Linked DNA regions of Gossypium hirsutum: region 1 is linked to region 2. Evidence: chromatin contacts called from public Hi-C data. All regions are on one chromosome and are shown on one strand. The core of a region is the stretch at or near the end of the contact, and the rest is flanking DNA. Distances in the headings are between cores, read along the strand shown.

Region 1 (5,447 bases), core at 757-3,256, 160 kb after region 2:
CAAACAAGAGAGTTGTCATTTTATTCCTTGTCCAATGATAAACCAAAAACTAAACCAAGCATGTTATCATGCGTAGAGACCAAAAGGGAAAAATGATTATTAGGTTGCCAATGCATCAATGTCCTTTACTTGACTCCATGCAAAAAAAGTACATAAAAGCCATAACATCAATTTGGATTCTAAAGTTCCATGCTACCCTCCATTGATCAATGACTTGGTAATTAGGACTAAGAAGTTATCAACTACAGATTTTGCAAAACCATTTTCCCCCTAAGTTAATTACATCAGTCAAAAATATCAGCAAAAAGTCTACCAAGGATAAATAGAATAGAAATGTAAGTGTACTTGTAAAGTGTTCAAATCTTGTTACAAGAATGAATCAATCAAATGAACATTACTTAATGAAGTGTCCACAAGGAAAATTGTCCTTCACAAATAAAAAAGCTTAAGCTATCTGAAGGAATTCATACTTGCATAGGAAATATGTACTTACTTATCCAACTATTTTTGCATTTGTTCTTATCATGCTTAAACACCTAAAAAGAAGTTCTACTAGCAATTTCTATGATGAACGAGAATATTAGCTAGAATTCAAGATATTTGTCTTACTAAAGCTTAAGAAGTTATCATCTTGAATGAAAATAATATGCAAAAGAGTATCCCACAAGCACATCTATCAGATATAACACTTTCATTAAAAAGAGAAAGAACATATATAAATCGAAAATAACATATAATTGTTCAATAGAAGAAGCTTAGCCAAGAGCTCTCCTTTGCACTTTTTCAAAAACATCCTCCATAGAATGAGCTTCACACAGATTGTTGAAGAACACAACGCCATCGATCAAATAAAATGAGTAGAAGGGAAAAGCGATCCCTAATGACAACAAATAACAAGTTACAAAGATAAACAATAAACCACATGAAAACAGAACAGCCATAAAATTCAATTTTGAAGTGCCAAAAGCTTGCTAAAACAAATGAAATATTTTATCTTTAACATAAGAAGTTAAAAAAGAAGAAAGTGAGGTAACCCATCCTATTTCATTCTACAAACCCGGGCTTACCTTTCCAAATTGAATCCAATCAATACCCATTCCATTTCCCACTTTCTCCATCGACCCTCGATTTGCACTTTCAGACCCAAAAAATGTTTCAAGAAAACTTTGTAAACGACAAACTATATCTAATAATCATAAATTCAAGTATTAATTGGTTCATGTCATAGTTAATATTTATACGGTTAATAAAATCTAATAATACTAAGAACCCATTTTTTACAGAAAAAAAATCTACCAGAACTTTAAGAAGCAGAGATGAAAATGAATGATTGTAAAAGAAAATATGAAACCTTACCTTTGGTATGGTTGGTGAGAGCACCGATGAGTGAGACAGGGAGAAGTGTTTTCCTAAGGTAAGAGGAACACAATAAAGGAGGAGGTGAGAAATTGTTACAAGTGTAAAATGTTTGAAGAGAGGTTTTTTCCTGAAGCGTAAAATGACTTACGGAAATTTCAGGAAAAAAGCGAAGGTTTTTCCTTTGACTAACAAGTTTTTTTTCCCTATGTTTTACAGAATCAAACACCGAAAAATTAAGAAAACATTTTCCGGAAAATAGAAGTAACAAAACAGACAGACCCTTAATTCGCAACTTTGTTGCCTTCTTGAACCACTTAGGAAAAGGAAACATGATCAAAACAAAGACAACAATAAAGAATTTCTTGTTTAATAGCAAACTATTCCAACATTCACATGAAGAAGGCCATTTATGCAGTCAGACTAAAAATGACATGGGACCAACCTCTGTCTTTTGCTTTCAAGCACGCCACACGGATAGCAAAAGCTTTTGCTGCCTCGATAGATGTTGCATAGATCAAATCCAACCATCCATCAGAGCTCTATCATGATCCTGAACAGTAAGCCAATACCAAACATCCTAGAGACATGATCGAAAGAAGTACCTAAGTTGCACAGGTGGTGATTCTATTATATTTTGTATTTATATATATTTACATATGCAATCTAAGAAAATATCAGCTAATTTTATGGTTTTTTTTATTATCTTTACATTAAATATAATTAATTTGATGGGATTTGAGCATATTTAAAGTTGTTTGTGAAGATAGATTTGTGCTCTAAATATGAAAGTTTTGTTTCCATAGATGTTTCATTATCGGGAAAAAGTTTTTTTAGGTAGCTGTCAAAGTGCTAACCAAATCAGTTAGAAATTAACTTAATTGATTTTATGGATGTGTTCATATTTGATGATCTATATTGTGGAGTAACAATTTTTTGAAGATTGGATTGAAACGAATCTTACATAACAAATCCCTTGATTTGTGAATATTAGATTAAGAGCACTAAAAACATATATCTCAACAGACCACTTTATATTGCTCTTTATTAGAATATTATATTTAGCTATTTTAGCTATTGTTTAATAGGGATTGTAACCGGCCACTAGTATGTTAGCAAGTCTCAAACTTCTATATATTCAAGAGACTTATATAAGTTTAGGTACCAAGTTATTGAGAGTATTTATCAGTTCATAGAAAAATATTTTTGTAGGAGTGCAATTGAGAGAATATAACCTTTTGTTGTTTGATTTTTCAACTTAACTTCTAATGGGAGAATTTAGAAGTAAGAAGTTTAGTCTTTGAATACAAAAGTGAGGTTATTATACCGAAGTGCGATAGAACTAAGGTCACTTGTTGTATAGAGTTCAAAGATAGTGAATTAATCTCACTTGTTGTATCGAGTTGTGTAAACAATTTTTGTGTGTTTTTTTTTGTTGCTTATCACAATGTCTTTTGAAGTGTCCACTTTCACTACTAGTTGGGTCACCACTTACGTGCTGGAAAAATTCAGTTTAGACAACAATTTTTTTTGCACATTGGAATTTTTTTTTTCTAAAACCCAACCAATTGTGTTATTTATAACAATAAACTCTTTATCAAATTTGTACTTGTGTTTTGAAATAGGCAGTATAAGGTGTTTCTTGACTTTCGACTAATACGATTTTCTCCACTATTCTCAAACCTCAACTTGCTTAAAATGTGGGTTCTAATTTACAAACTGAAGAGCGCTATGAAATTTTCTATTGATGCTCAACGGGAATATCAATCTTAAAATTAGAATTTATTTAAAAGAATAAATCTCACAGAATTATGATAGACTGGCAATACTTAGCATGGTGTCTGTTTTTACTTAGTTACTGGGCTTTATTTATAAAAAAAATCACAAGAATTTTAATTGAACAAGTAAAAGTAAAATAATAATATTTTAATGGAAACATACACAATCTCTTTGGAATTGACTAGGGTGGGTGGGACACCCTCTTGCACTGTAGCGTTTTCTAGATCTTCATAATATTCCTTGACTAACTCCAAGGCATTCAAGTGAATAATGTATCTATTTTGAATGCCTAAAATCGTAGTTTTCACCTTCAAAGATAAGATCTTAAACATTGTTGTAGATTAGGCTTGAAGAAGCCATGACCAATTTTATTTTACATACTCTTTGTAAGAATCTTTAACTCTGATTACCACTTTATTGGAGAGAATCTAAAGATGGTGAAGGAAAAAACACTCAAGATGAAATGAATTCTTCTTCTTTGTTTTTTTTTTTTGGGTAACTCACATCACTTCTCTTCTTTTACAATTTTCTTACAATCACTTCATCACTTACAACCCTTGTTCCAAGTCACTACTAATTTCTATTCATGCATCTTAAAGTGACTCTTGATCTATTACTTTATGCATTTTAGATACGTACATATTGTCCAAAATTTTCTGAGATGATTAGAGGCTTGAATGTTTCTTTCGTAAGCAAGATGTTGAGGAAAGTGGTACGGAATCCAAAAAAGTAATTTTTATTTAGTTAAATTGACCCTTGATTTGGGATGTACTGTAATGAGGCAAGTTTGCGGTTGGGTTTATGAGAAAAATGATGAGATGAAAGTTTACGAGTTGTTGAAGTCTCGAAACTGTGGAAGATGGTTTTGAGTATATAAAGCGCACAAGCAGTAGATACAAGAGTTGGAGATGGTAGAGAAAATGGAGGATAGTTTCTTTTCTTTCCTTTTTGAGGAGATCATATGCATTGATGATTATTCTTGCTGAGTTTATTTCTTTGAGCTTAGAAGGTGATTGAGGCTGATTGTCAATTCAATTTCTTATAATGTATGTTTGGTGTTATTATGCTTTTGTGATAGGTTAAATTATACTATTAGTCCTTATATTTTATAAAAGTTATGGACTTGGTTTCTGTATTTTAATTTGATCAATCTTAGTCTCTATACTTTTCGAATTAGTCAATTCTAGTCATTGTATTTTTTGAATTTTGAAATCTTAGTCCTGATGCAAATAGTAGTAGCTAAATTCATTGGATTAAATTTAATTATTAATCTTGTACTATGTGTGGAATTATAAATTTAGTCCATATTTTTCTATTTGGATTATTTTAAGTCTCTATACTTTTCGAATTTTGAAATTTTAAACTCAACACAAAAGACGTCGTTAATCCATTAACTAAACTTTTAGTGAATAATATGTGAAAATAACAAACCGACGTGATATTACACATATGATAAGATATTTACCTGATTAGATTTTGAAAATAGCAAAATTTAACTAAATTAATTTAACAATTATAAGGAATGAAATTTTAAAATTTTAAAAATATAAATACTAAAAATAATCAAATTAACATATTTCACAAAATACAACAACTAAATACAGAGTTTAGCCTTTCTGATATGTTCTATTGTCGGAAGTTTTAGGCCTCTTAGGCGGTAGTTGTGGTCTCATCGTTAGTTTGCAATGTTGTATGTCCTCGCGGTTTATGAGGTGTTATCGTGCAATTCACTGTTAAGTGGTTTTTTCTTAATAAAATATCCTTTTTGTTGAGTAAATTGAATCTAATAAAGTTTTTTAAGCAATTATGCTAATTTCTATTTAGATATTACAAAAAATGATAAACATCCAATTTAATGCCATGATTAGACACCCTTTACAAGCGAAAAAGTATCTAATTTCAGCTCTCAAAAACAATTGAATGGAAATGTTAAAAAGTTGAAAAGAGAAAACAAGAAAGGAATAAAAGTGAAGGCAAATCCAGGGAGAAGCAGGCAAGGGCAAGAGCAGGCCGACACACCAACTGATAAGGATGCAGCTGCAAGGAATCCTCCTTTCAACTGCGCCGAATCAAATAGCTGTTTATGGCAACACTTGCACTAAAGCCTGCTTCAAACCTTATTTCGTAACTAGAGAATCTTCAATCTTTCATATGCAACCCACCAGTTGATGACACACACCTTTTTAGTTTATGAAAATTCATAAACTGAAACCCTAAAAAAGCTTTTGAGTTAATTAATATTTAATCACCACACTAAAGTTAAAGCCATGTGTCTGGTTATTCTCTTCTGAATAATTTGTATGGTTAAGAAA
Region 2 (5,066 bases), core at 2,525-5,024:
ACATGGACTAATGAATAGAGTTTAACCTTATTATAATGTGTTTTTCTTGGTGAAATAAAAAAAACCTTAGAAAATTACAAAAAGAACGATTGAGTGAATGTATCACTTATAAGCTTGTCTTTATCAATAAGACTACAAGACCTCTCTGGAGGAACGTCAAACACTTGCATATTAGCTTTTTCAATAAAAGCTTGCTTAGCAAGATAATTGCAACTTGATTTTGTTGCCTTGGGATGTATCTTAGAATCCACTAATTTTCTTGGAGTAATATGTTATGAATACGCCTGATTAGAGTAGAATTAGAAGATGTAGATGATATTCCAAGAATGGCTTTGACTGCTTCTAGACAATCAGAAAGGATGATAACTTGATCATGACCTCGTCGTTGGACAAGTTTGAGCCCATCAAAAATGCCCCAAAGTTCCACATCAAAAGCTGAGCATTTACCGGAAATCTATGAAAGCCAACAATCCAATTGCCTTCTTTACCACATACAATGCCCCCAACTGCAGCAAATCCAGAATCAAGTTGTACAGCTCCGTCAGTGTTGAGATAAACTCGACCCTCAGTGATGTAAGTTTCAAAGGATTGACTAAAGCAGGTGGAGAGGACATCCTGAAGAGCAGAGTGTAGTTGAATCGCCCAACTAACGAATCCTTGAACAATTTCTTTTGAGCTCTAAGGTTTGCCTTGAAAGATGTATAAGTTGCGATTTTTCCAAATACGCCAAATAAGTAGACCAAAAAGATAGGAAAAACTGGCCCCTCTCATGAATCAACCTATTAATGAGAAAAAATTGGATATATACTTACTTGGATTAACTTGTCCCCAAACATCCTTAGTAGCAAGACAATCACGTAAAATATGTAAGGAGTCTTCCGAGTAGTGTCCACAAATAAAACAAAAGGAATCATCAGAAAGTCCTCTCCTAACTCTTTCAACATTACTCAGAATTCTTCCTTGTAATACCATCCAAATGAATACACGAACTCGCTGAGGACCAGAACACTTCCACACAATCTTCCATTTCTCATCTTTCGGACTCCAGTCTCCCTCTTTAAGCGCTTTATAAACAAACTTAACAGAGAACACACCAGACGAAGTGTGACACCAAGAAATTTTGTTTGGGCCTTCAGAATACTGGAGAGGTGATATACCCTTAATGATTTGAATCACATTTTCTGGTAGCCAAACCCAAAAAAGATCAAGGTTCCATGAACCATCCTCTGAAATCATCTCATGTAAAAGGCATTCAGGACTCAGATTGAAATTAGGTGGAATATAACAAAGAAGAGGTCCGGTGTGAGGAATCCAATTATCCTTCCAACACCAAATTTTATGGCCATCTCCAATGGACCAGTGTAGGTTTTCACAAAATAAAAACCAAATTTTGGATAGAGATTTCCAAAGAAAAGAGCACCTATTTCTAGCAATGCACTTTGGTACCTTATCCTTCATTTGATACTTTGATCTAACCACATGAACCCAAAAAACATCTTTATCCGACACCAATTTCAAACCCAGCTTCATTAAGAAGGAAATATTCTGATCACGGAGTTTCCTCAACCTTAAACCTCCACACGTTTTAGGTTCACAAAAGGAATCCCATCCAACTAGAGACATATTTTTTTGCCTTTCAGAAAACCTCCAGATAAACTGTTTAACCAAACTTTCAATCTCATCACGAATTTTCCTAGGTATCATGGATTGCATGAAGTAGCTAGGGGTAGATAAAAGGATTGATTGTGCCGGAGTGACACGCCCAGCTAAGTTAAATTTTTGGCTTCCCAACTTTGAAGCTTTCCACGCACTTTCTCCACCACAAACTAAAGAATGCTACTAGTAACCTTTTGGTGAAAAAGAGGAACTTCAAGATAGTGACCAAGATTATGGACACGTTGAAAGGTGCTAATCAAATTCACCATATTATCATCCACTCCTTTAGAAAAGAAAATGTTGGTCTTCCTAGCGTTAATTTTGTTCCTAGACAACGCACAAAAATCATCCAGAATGGTTTTTTAAACTCCACCATGCCTTGAATCAGCTTTACTGAATCTGCAAAAAATAATGAGAGATAGTAGGCCCATTTCTAGATAATTAAATAGGGCTTTATTTACCTTTCGAAATAGTAGACTGTATCAGATGACCAAGCCACTTTATACAAAGTACAAAAAGATATGGGGAAAGAGGACACTCTTGTCAAACTCCTCTAACAGGTTTGAACTTAGGTAATGGTACTCCATTCCACATAACCTGTATAGTAGAATTGGAGATAGAGGATATAATAACATTAATAAGAAAGTCAGGGATACCTGCTGCTTGAAGAGAAGCTTCAATGAACTCTTAACTAACTTTGTCATAGGCCTTCTCCAAATCTATTTTGATTGCCATCCATTTTCATTTCTTCTGACTTCGCATTTTATGGATCACTTCTTGAGCTAAGATGAAGTTTTCATTAATGTTTCTCTCAGCAATAAAACCAGCCTGCTCATGTGTAATAATATTAGGGAAAATATATTTAAACCGATTTGCAATAACCTTCATCGTCAACTTGTAAAAAACCGAACTAAGGTTAATAGGCCAAAATTGGCCAAAAGTATCTGGATTCTGGACCTTCAGAATAAGTACGATCAATGTGTTATTCAAATCAAACTCAATAAAGTTTCCTTCGAATACCTTTCGAACCAAGTCACAAACCACTTCCCCTAGGGTGTCCCAATGCTTCTGAAAGAAAATGGCATGGAAACCATCACTACCTGGAGCTTTAAGAGGTGCCATATCAAACATTGCCTCCTTAATCTTTATATTTGACACCGGTCTCCCCAAGAAACTAACGTCAACTGGATGAAGTTGTGGGAAACCACTTGGAGGCAAATTACCCAAAGGAGCAGGAATTTCCCTATACAGTCTTTGAAAAAACTCATTTGCTTCACCTTCAATATCCTCAGGGTCATAAATCTAATTACCTTCAGCATTACGAATAGCAGCAATGCGATTATTTTTCTCTTTTATAGAGTACGAGTATGGAAAAACTTTTTATTCCGATCCCCTAATTTCAACCAGTCACACATTGCTTTTTGTTTCCAAAGAAGCTCTTCATGATGAAGAACATTCTCAAGCTCTTGACGGAGAGACAAATCCACTTGATTTAAATACAGGAAACCAAAGAAATCCCTTTTCCTCTGAATGTTAGCAATTCTTTTAATAAGATCTCTCTTACGAGTGGTAATGTAACAATAAACATGTTTATTCCAATACTTGAGATCATGAGTGAACTTTCCAAGGGATTCAGCTATATTAGAGAAGTCCTATTTTTCTTTCAAAAGGCCCTAAAAATCAGGATGCTCTGCCCAACTAGCTAAAAATCTAAAAGGCCTCCCCCTAGGAGTGAAGAACTCGGATTTAGTACCAAAAAGAGGGGACGATGATCCGATTTAATCTTTGGAAGGTGAGTAACCATGTAATTAAGAAAATTGCATAACCAAGCTTCATTTCCCATAGCATGATCTAACCTTTCAAACAAAACCCCCTTATGCCAAGTAAAAGGAGGCCCTCTAAAACCTAAGTCATGAAGTTCAGCAGAAGCTACAAAGTTACCAAAATATGGGCACCTTCTACCCCTTGAAAGGCCCTCGTATTTCTCAGAAGATGAGAGAATTGCATTAAAATCTCCAATAGCAATCCAAGGGCTTTGACCAAGTGGAATAGAATTCCTCAACTTATTCCAAAGAAGTTGGCGCTTCTGTCTATTAGGGCTTCCATAAACATAAGCCATAAAAATTGGATACGATGAAGACAAATGCCAAACTCAAGATAAAATGAATTGTGGATGACTATGAATTACTTCGAGACAAACATAATCCCCCCATCCTAACCAAATACCCCATGAGAAACCGATTACTTCAACGCGATGGGAAAACTAGAATCCCAACTTAGCAATAATGCTATCAACCTTGGAACCACTAATTTTCGGCTCAAGCAAGCTAACAATATCTGGTTTATGCTCCATGTTGTATTTCCGAAAAATTCTAAGGAATTTAACGTTTGCACAACCCTGACAATTCCATAAAAAGAAAGTGATATTCATTAAAAAATAATAAAAAAGGTATCATACCTGGCTTTCAGGACCGATATTGCAATCTGACTTTGAGACTGCACCATTGACCTCGACATTCGAATTTCTAAAGATAACTTGAGGGGATAAAAGTTCCGCCATTGCCACTATAGACTCAGCCAAAGGAACACGTGTGTTTCCAGAAGATTTAAAACAGTTCCCTCTCGTAGTGCGAAATAAGTCTTCTTAGTATTCTAACTACCACTTTCTCTACCACCGTTTCTTCTCTTTTTGAGCTCATTTGACTTTGAAATCGAATCCGACTCTAAAAATTCCACAGACCTTGGTTCCGAATTATCCTGATGAATAGGATTAATATTTTTATTAAATCTAACTGCAGAGTGCTTTACCTAGATCAAGAGTGTTATTTGATATAGATACTATGAACCCCTCGGATTCATCAAAAACAAGATTGTAGTGTGCTTTTATTTTTTCCAAAACTCCAGCTTCATTATTCTCCTGCACTTTAGGATCCAATTTACCTTGATTAATTGCGTCACCCATAGAGAAGTTTTTAATAAAATTCACCTGCTCCGAACCTACAAATTCAGAAATGTTCAAATTAGAATTGGACAAATTTTCAATAAACCCATTATTATTTCCCACATCATCCCCCGATCCCATAAGCATTTCCCCTAATTTCTTGTTCAAAGAAATTTTGGATTTTTGACCCAAATTTTCCTTATCATTATTGCCCAGAATTTCCTTCGAATTAGACCCTTTAGAAAGGCCCAAATTCTTGTTTTTCCTTTGGCCTGTAGCCATAAAGGAATTACCAACTTTTTTATTGTCCCTAGAAACTATTCTCTTTGACTTGTCAGCCAAAACATCATTCAAATAAATCCCTAAGAATCCTTCAGCCGACTGTCCAATTTTCATATGTGAATCCTGCCCCGATTTCATATTAAAATCCTGCCTAGATTCCGTGCTTAAATTTTTCCTTCTAATAGCG

The links. Hi-C and Micro-C count contacts between places; a contact is called where the count stands out from the background.
Region 1: a Hi-C map of leaf shows a contact between it and region 2, with 2.5 times the contacts expected there. The contact joins the promoter of LOC121208298 here to the promoter of LOC121207953 in region 2. A contact is called at or near these places in 3 of 34 Hi-C or Micro-C datasets (callus, hypocotyl and leaf).

The regions. Positions count from the first base shown.
Region 1 is chrA10:18,595,969-18,601,415 of Gossypium_hirsutum_v2.1, forward strand. It overlaps LOC121208298, which reads right to left and starts at 2,007. Exons shown (of 3, transcript XM_041078852.1): 1 at 1,802-2,007; 2 at 1,357-1,409; 3 at 1-877. The coding sequence starts at 1,887. The coding sequence ends at 756.
Region 2 is chrA10:18,433,830-18,438,895 of Gossypium_hirsutum_v2.1, forward strand. LOC121207953 reads right to left here and starts at 3,775. Exons shown (of 4, transcript XM_041078501.1): 1 at 3,410-3,775; 2 at 3,020-3,308; 3 at 2,677-2,933; 4 at 2,398-2,484. The coding sequence starts at 3,775. The coding sequence ends at 2,398.